2 separate regions of the Mus musculus genome follow, and region 2 is linked to region 1. The links are chromatin contacts, called in public HiChIP or PLAC-seq maps. All regions are on one chromosome and are shown on one strand. Each heading gives the region's core, a stretch centred on a gene start, on an enhancer-like site or on the middle of the called end of the contact. The rest is flanking DNA. Distances are from core to core; before and after follow the strand shown.

The links. HiChIP or PLAC-seq counts read pairs in DNA pulled down with a chosen protein or histone mark.
Region 2: an H3K4me3 HiChIP or PLAC-seq map of bone marrow-derived macrophages shows a contact between it and region 1, with 2.9 times the contacts expected there. The contact joins the enhancer-like site here to the promoter of Rrm2b in region 1. A contact is called at or near these places in 10 of 39 promoter capture datasets (the 3T3-L1 cell line, the HPC-7 cell line, embryonic stem cells and 5 more), 1 of 15 datasets of contacts at CTCF or cohesin (CD8 T cells), 4 of 484 Hi-C or Micro-C datasets (Th2 cells, embryonic cerebral cortex, embryonic stem cells and 1 more), 7 of 115 datasets of contacts at active chromatin or transcription factors (the SCID.adh cell line, bone marrow-derived macrophages, embryonic stem cells and 3 more) and 4 of 9 other capture datasets (adipose tissue, embryonic tail, liver and 1 more).

The regions. Positions count from the first base shown.
Region 1 is chr15:37,959,558-37,962,779 of GRCm38.p6, reverse strand. It overlaps Rrm2b (ribonucleotide reductase M2 B (TP53 inducible)), which reads left to right and starts at 1,725. Exons shown (of 9, transcript NM_199476.1): 1 at 1,725-1,936. The coding sequence starts at 1,889. It overlaps Gm49085 (a long non-coding RNA gene), which reads right to left and starts at 1,622. Exons shown (of 2, transcript XR_003951596.1): 1 at 1,239-1,622.
Region 2 is chr15:38,045,914-38,049,357 of GRCm38.p6, reverse strand. Ubr5 (ubiquitin protein ligase E3 component n-recognin 5) reads left to right here. Exons shown (of 59, transcript NM_001112721.2): 2 at 1,209-1,253; 3 at 1,734-1,815; 4 at 2,247-2,323. Among named protein-coding and RNA genes, the nearest start is that of Gm22353, 11 kb to the left of the region's middle. Within about 2 kb of position 1,942, at least 38 of the 459 cell types and tissues checked have an H3K27ac peak or open chromatin away from gene starts, as enhancers often do. A contact at or near this core is called in the HPC-7 cell line, bone marrow-derived macrophages, extraembryonic endoderm stem cells and 2 more, where this site is marked.

The sequences.
Region 1 (3,222 bases), core at 476-2,975:
GGTCGCCTTATCTGCATCTAAATGCTCTTCCGTGCCTTCATGCAGAATTACTCTTAAAAAATGCTTTGAGATGTATTGTTTTGATGACTTTGAATGAATGAATCCTTGTTTGTAGTTTATTTGCTATGCAATCTTTGGTAAGTTATCTTTTGTGAGAATGACTTTCCTCCCAGAAAACTTTATAATATATAAAAAGTTTTTACTCAGCATTTGATCATATTGCTCCAAGAAAGATAACTCGCTTCAGGTTAATTAAGCTTTAGAGCTTAAAGCAAAATTTCTATCCTGCTTTCTATTTTAGAGGCTAACCACCAAGCAGTTGCCAGATGTTGAAGTCATAACAAGGCTCTTTCCAGAATCTACTGAAAATCTCTTACTTCTTTTTCACGTTTTTGGTTTTTGGCTTTGAGACTGGATCTTCCCATCTAGCCCAAGACGACCTTGGTTTCACGATCCTCCTGCTCCTATCCAAGATGCTGGGATCAGAGGTGTTCAATACCATACTCAACTCTTCTTTCACCATATTATTATTTAATTTGTATATCTTATTTGTGTTTGTATACAAGAAGGGGTAGTGCTGGGGATTGAACCCAAGGCCTTGTACATCATCACCTAATGAGCTACAGTCCCATCCCGCTCATTATATTTTTCTGTCGTACTACCATATATGTACCATATGCTGAAAACATAGAAGCAATTCAACCAAGAGTATTGCCACCATCATTATTCACTGTCTTTGGCCCTTGCAATACAAAAGTGTTGAATCTCTTTACAACTTTAACCTTTGCTTTGAAAAGTATCCGTAGCAAGGATATTGGAGTCTACCGTATTTTGGTTGCTTAATCTTGGCTATTTATCTTCGGGTTCAGTTTAATCTGGAACATGAAAATTGCAGTATCGACTACAGGGAAATATCTCAAAGATTAATTCACATAAAGGGCTTAGCAGAATAGAACCTATCAGGTTGTGAAAGTTCAATAAATATTACTCAGTTAAACAATCACAAAGACTTCAAGGTATTTCCCAGGATTTAGCTATTTTTCCTACTCATTCTCAAGCTCCATTCACGCACACACTTTCCCCCTCCAGTTTCTCCTTTTGGTTGCTGAAATACAAGAGTTCCTTTCTCCTTGGAGTTTTTAACAGTGTCGACCTCCCACCCTGCTTTCCACATCCCATCCAGTGGGCAGCTCTACAGCCACTCTGGCAGTCTCTTGGACTGACTGGGTGCAACCTACCGTGTCGCTGGGGCACCACGAGGGCTAGGGAATGTCCCGGCGTGCCAGTCACCTCGTGTACCAGGTAGTCTGGCACAAGTAGGCAGACTGCAAATTCCAGTAGACGCTCTAGAATTCAGAGCAGATGACAGGCTGGGCAACAGCGCGGAAGCTGGGGGAGCAAGAGTGGGCGGGGTCATGCGACGCTAAAGAACAGGCTTGAAGTGCTCTGGTACTGCGGACTGAACTTACGCAGCCGTCGCCGGAGTGGGGACCCTGCTCAGTGAAGAGAAGCGGGCCAGCCGAGGAAGCAGAGTTCGGCGGCGAGGGGCGGGGCCAGCTGAGGTAGGCGGATCTCTGGCGGGGCGGGCCGGGGCCGGCTGAGGTAGGCGGATCTCTGAGACGCTGGGTGGAGCCGGCTGAGGTAGGCGGATCTCTAGGCAGTGGGGCGGGGCCGGCAGGAAAGGCGGATCTTTCAGGCGCCGAGAGTAGCGTGCCTGGGCGGAGCCACCGCAGAGAAGGCCCCTCAATGGGCCGGCTAGAACCCAGGACCGGCGCGGCAAGGCGTGCCCGGAGCAGGAGGAGGTTCGCACAGGACGATCTGATCCTACTAGGATTTGGTCGGCCGCGCTCAGTTCCTCAGCTCGGGTGGCTCTGGTGGAGTCTGCGCGATGGGCGACCCGGAAAGGCCGGAAGCGGCCAGGCCGGAGAAGGGTGAGGTAAATGTCGCAGTCGCTTCATCCTCCACCCCTGGGTCACGCCCGGACTTTAGGTTGCTGCGAGTCAGTCGCAGGTCCGCTGTAGAGTAGTATTTTATTCGTCGCCGTCAGAAACACTGTGCAGGCCGAAAGGAAGCGCCCTCACCTCAGGCTAGTGTTGGGGAGTCGGGAAGGGCGAGCATGGACGCTGTGCTGCTCTGCTCAGGGCGGAGCAGGAACACTCAGGTCCCGGCTGAGGAAGTCTCCGTGTCCCCTTGTTCTCCAACCTCTGCTCTCCAGTCTTTCTTTTCTTGTCGGGAGCCCTGGCGGGTGAAAAAGGGCTGTGACGGATCTACGCAAGAGAGGTGAACCATCAGATGCAGTTGAGGAACTCGTGTGGAAACTGATGCAGGTGGATGAGGGGAGGAGATGACAGGTGAAGGGAGGACGAGAAACCCTTACAACGAATAAAAGACTGGGAGACCAGTTTTCCTCACACCGAACTTCTAACTGAATCTTCGGGGTGTCTCTTCATTTCAGTAGTGGAAGTGTTTCTTCCTTCACAAAGAATGAAGTGCTTTATGCAAAGTGTTTAATAAATCTAAAATTAACCCGTGCTAGCAGAAAGAAGTATGTAATAAGAGCAAACAAAAATTATACGGCTTTATAGTAATGTAAGTTGTTACTGTGTAATTCCAACTCCACATTTTGGAGACAAATATTCTAAACCATCTGGAATACAAGTAATACTTTTTTTTTTTTTTTTTTTTTTTTTTTTGGTATGTGAGCCTGTTTCTCTTTGTGGTGTCTTGAAGTTAATACTGTGGCAAGTTGGAAGGGGCCATAAAAGTTTGAGCCCACATATATTCATGCTTATACTGGCATTTCTAGACAAAGATGGAGGTTCTAAGTTGATTTTTATTCTGTAATCGTTTAATAATAAATTATGTCTATCCCTTAATTTTCCCCTTGAAACAAAGATACTCAGCACCAATTTCTCCTTTCCGGCAATATTTAGACTTCTCTGGTTTGCCAATGACACCAGGAATCATTCTGGCTTAACACCTGAAAGTTAACTTTTAAAAAAAAAAATTACTTTTAATTCATAAAGACAGAGCAAAGGTTTAGACCTAGAATAAATTTTAGTGAGTACTTTTTTTTTTTTTTTTTTTTTTAACGAATCCAAGAGTTTTTGAGATTCGGGATATCGTAAGCACTTTGTTTTTTAGTTTTTTATTTTTATTTTGGATATGATAGGGCAGTGCGGGCTATTTGTATCAGAAGCATGTGGAGTGATTAATAAAAAC
Region 2 (3,444 bases), core at 693-3,192, 86 kb before region 1:
TAGTTAGCCTTCTTCCACAGGTTATGAAATCCGTTATGCATTATTCTCATTTAATCTCGTTTTGAAACAGAAATGTGCTATATAATTGAGCAAACTGGAATTTAGTGGAAAGGCCTGACCTCCAGAACCAAGGGAATATGTTGTTAGGAAAGAGAGAAAACTGGGCTAGTGAGAGGAGAGTTCAGAGGGTGGGGTGCACAGTAGTGAGAATGAAATTAGCAGTTTTCATTTCTGTGTTTTTGGAAAAAATGAAAATACCAGTTGAAACCTCTAACCACTTAGGTGCTTTGGTGGGCATCAGTCAGTGTGCATGGTTGATGTGCCTCAGTAGGTAGTGAGTGGCTTTATAGTTGCCGGGTAAAGTTCAGAGATGCCTGGTTCTACCTACTGTAGTGCTTAGAACATTTACCCAGGGTTCTGTGACTTTCTGTAGGCTTTTTTCTAATTAAAAAAATTTTAAAGTTTATTTATATGTATGAGTATTATATGTATGAGTCTGTGTGTCTATAGACCACACACAACACCTCTGACTCTCTCCCAGAGAGAGAGAGAGAGAGAGAGAGAGAGAGAGAGAGAGTGTGTGTGTGTGTGTGTGTGTGTGTGTGTGTGTGTGTGTGTGTGTTTTAGTCTTTCTGCTGAAACTCCCGCCAATTACTTCTGGCTAGTTTGCTGTTTTCCTAGTGGCCCGTCAGCTTTTTATCAACAGGTGATGTTTCCACACCGTGCACACAGATTCTCTCTGCATCCCATTTATTTTCAATTCATTATATTCACATACTGTCAGAATGTCTTTTGGCGTAGACTGTGGTTGTATGTCATAGCCCCCACCCCCAAAGGCTGACTGCTCTGTCTTCTGAGTTCTGGTATAAAGGTGTGCACTACCATGCCTGGGTTAACTGCAGGTTTTAAAAAGGAGTTTTCCATTAGGTATTTGCTCAGAGCTCAGTAGCTCTACGACTGGTGTTTGTTACGTAAACTCTAGAAGCCTCATTTTCTTTCCTGTTTGGAAATGGGGTTATTTTGGATATTCCTGGAGCTGCTGATGGGTTAGAAAGGGAAGGTAAATGCAATGCCTGCTTGCAATCCTTAAGAGTTGCTCGTGTGTTACTGTTGGGAATCGGCCCAGTGCTGGTGCAGGCCCACTGGAGCCATCTTGTGTGTGCAGGACCTGTGCTGGGTTTATTAACACTTGGCTTTTGTGTTTGAAGGTTACGGGAAGTTTCAGAGAAGCTGAACAAGTACAATTTGAACAGGTAAAACATTTTAAGCTGTTTTAAGTTAAGCCATTTTTCATGGGCTGTGTTTCAGCCCTACCATGGAGCTGTAGTGTTTTCTTTCTTAGGAAAAGGATTCATCTTTATGTGGTTAATATGACTTATTAGATTAAGAATTAGATTACATTAAGACTCTTTGGAGATGTAGCCCTGGCTGTCTTGAAATTTGATGTGTAGATGAGGCCTTGAACTCACAGCACAGAGACCCGCCTGTTTGTTTTGGGATTAAAGATGTGTATTACCACATCTCTACTCTTTCTATCAAAGTTAGGTTCATTTAAATTACAGTCTCCATTAATGCTGATTCTTAAAACGGTTTGGTAGACCTTTCAACTGTAGTGATTCTGGTAGGTATCAGTTACTTTTATTTATTGCTTTAAAACTCCACTTAGGAATTAGTTCTTTTTGTGTATAATTAAAAGAGCAGTTTTACTTGCATGCTTTTTTCTTGTTCCCTAGCCACCCACCTCTGAATGTACTGGAGCAGGCTACTATTAAACAGTGTGTGGTGGGACCCAATCACGCCGCGTTTCTTCTTGAGGTAAATGATTTACCATACGGTGGGGAGATGAAAACTAAACTCTGCATCTGTTCTTTGTTTCTTGTCAAGGGAAGGCACTGAGAGTTAGTTATGCCCAGCTTCCTTTTGTTAAGTTCTCTGGCTCAGAGAATCAATTGGGTGTAAATGATTTACTGGAACTTGAAACTAGTTAATGGCTGCCTGGGAAGACTCCTGAGTGTAGTTATTATATAATTTTACTCTGAATTCTTCCAGACTGTATTGTTTTAAGGGAATTCTTAGTAGCCTTTTGTTACTGTGTGTTAGACTCTCCCACCCGTGTCTGGAGGGGACTTCCTTGTCTTCTGAGTTGACAGTGACAGGCAGAATCTGCTTATTGAATAAATTAAAACTTTAGTGTCTTCTCTTGCAAAATTTAACTTTTTTAAAAATTAATTTGTTTTTGCTTTTAGGATGGCAGAATTTGTAGGATTGGTTTTTCAGTACAACCAGACAGACTGGAATTGGGTAAACCTGATAATAATGATGGGTAAGACATTATTTTTTGTTTGCTCTGTGTGTGTGTGTGTTATGGTGTTGAGGATCAAACATAGAGCATAGTATATAGTAGACAAGTGCTTTACCGCCTAGCTACATTCTTATCCTGTATTTTGCAATTAATACAGTATGAATTTAACCCTTAGAAGGTATTATAGAAAACCAAGGTTTTGATCTTCTTTATCTTCAAAAGATTAAAAAGAGGCATAGCAGAAAAATCAAGTTTAAAATATGGTGAAATGGTTAGTTTGGTTTTTAGTTAAATTGATGAGGTTTGTTAGCTGCGAAGTAAAGGCGTGTCCCTAGGCGTGCTAAGGAAGCATTGTGTCACTATCCTATAGTCCTAGTTCTTTTTGTTTGTTTATTTTTTGTTTTTGTTTTTCAAGGCAGGGTTTCTTTGTATATCCCTGGCTGTCCTGGAACTCACTTTGTAGACCAGGCTGGCCTCGAACTCAGAATCCGCCTGCCTCTGCCTCCCGAGTGCTGGGATTAAAGGTGTGTGCCACCACACCCGGCTCAGTCCTAGTTCTTGAGTTTAATTTTTAAGCAAGAAATAGTTTATAGACAGTGCTTACATTACAAATTGCGGAGGAGTTAATTGGCATGGCACCTAGGAATGCTAAGTTATAAGAAGGATAGCACTACATGCTGGGTCAGTCACATGGGATTTCACTTGCAGTGGTTGGCTGTGGTGCTAGATGGCACAGGCCTTAATCTGCTTTCAAGGCTGCTGTTGACCTTGTGTGCTCCAGAGGTTCTGTGGCTTTGGCTTCCTAAGTAGCTGGTATATAGTTGTATGCTTGTATGCCCGGGTGGCTGAAATGACTTTACATATCATGCTTGTCTCTGATAGTTAGAAATAGAGGAACTCATTTTGAAAGCAGTCAAGTTCCTGCACTCTCCACTTTCAAATTTTAGTCTTTAAAAAGTTACAGTGCATTAAAGGGTGCTTCATAAGACTTGAATTTTACTTGGTTGTTTCTAAGAAAAACATGATTAATTTTGAAATATAAAGAAAGTTTACTACTACTATTTTTATTCATATTTGGAATTTGAGCAGAGTGTATTGGGAGTGAGTGCAAGGGTGTGAGGTGGCTGCCAGCTGGTGCCATG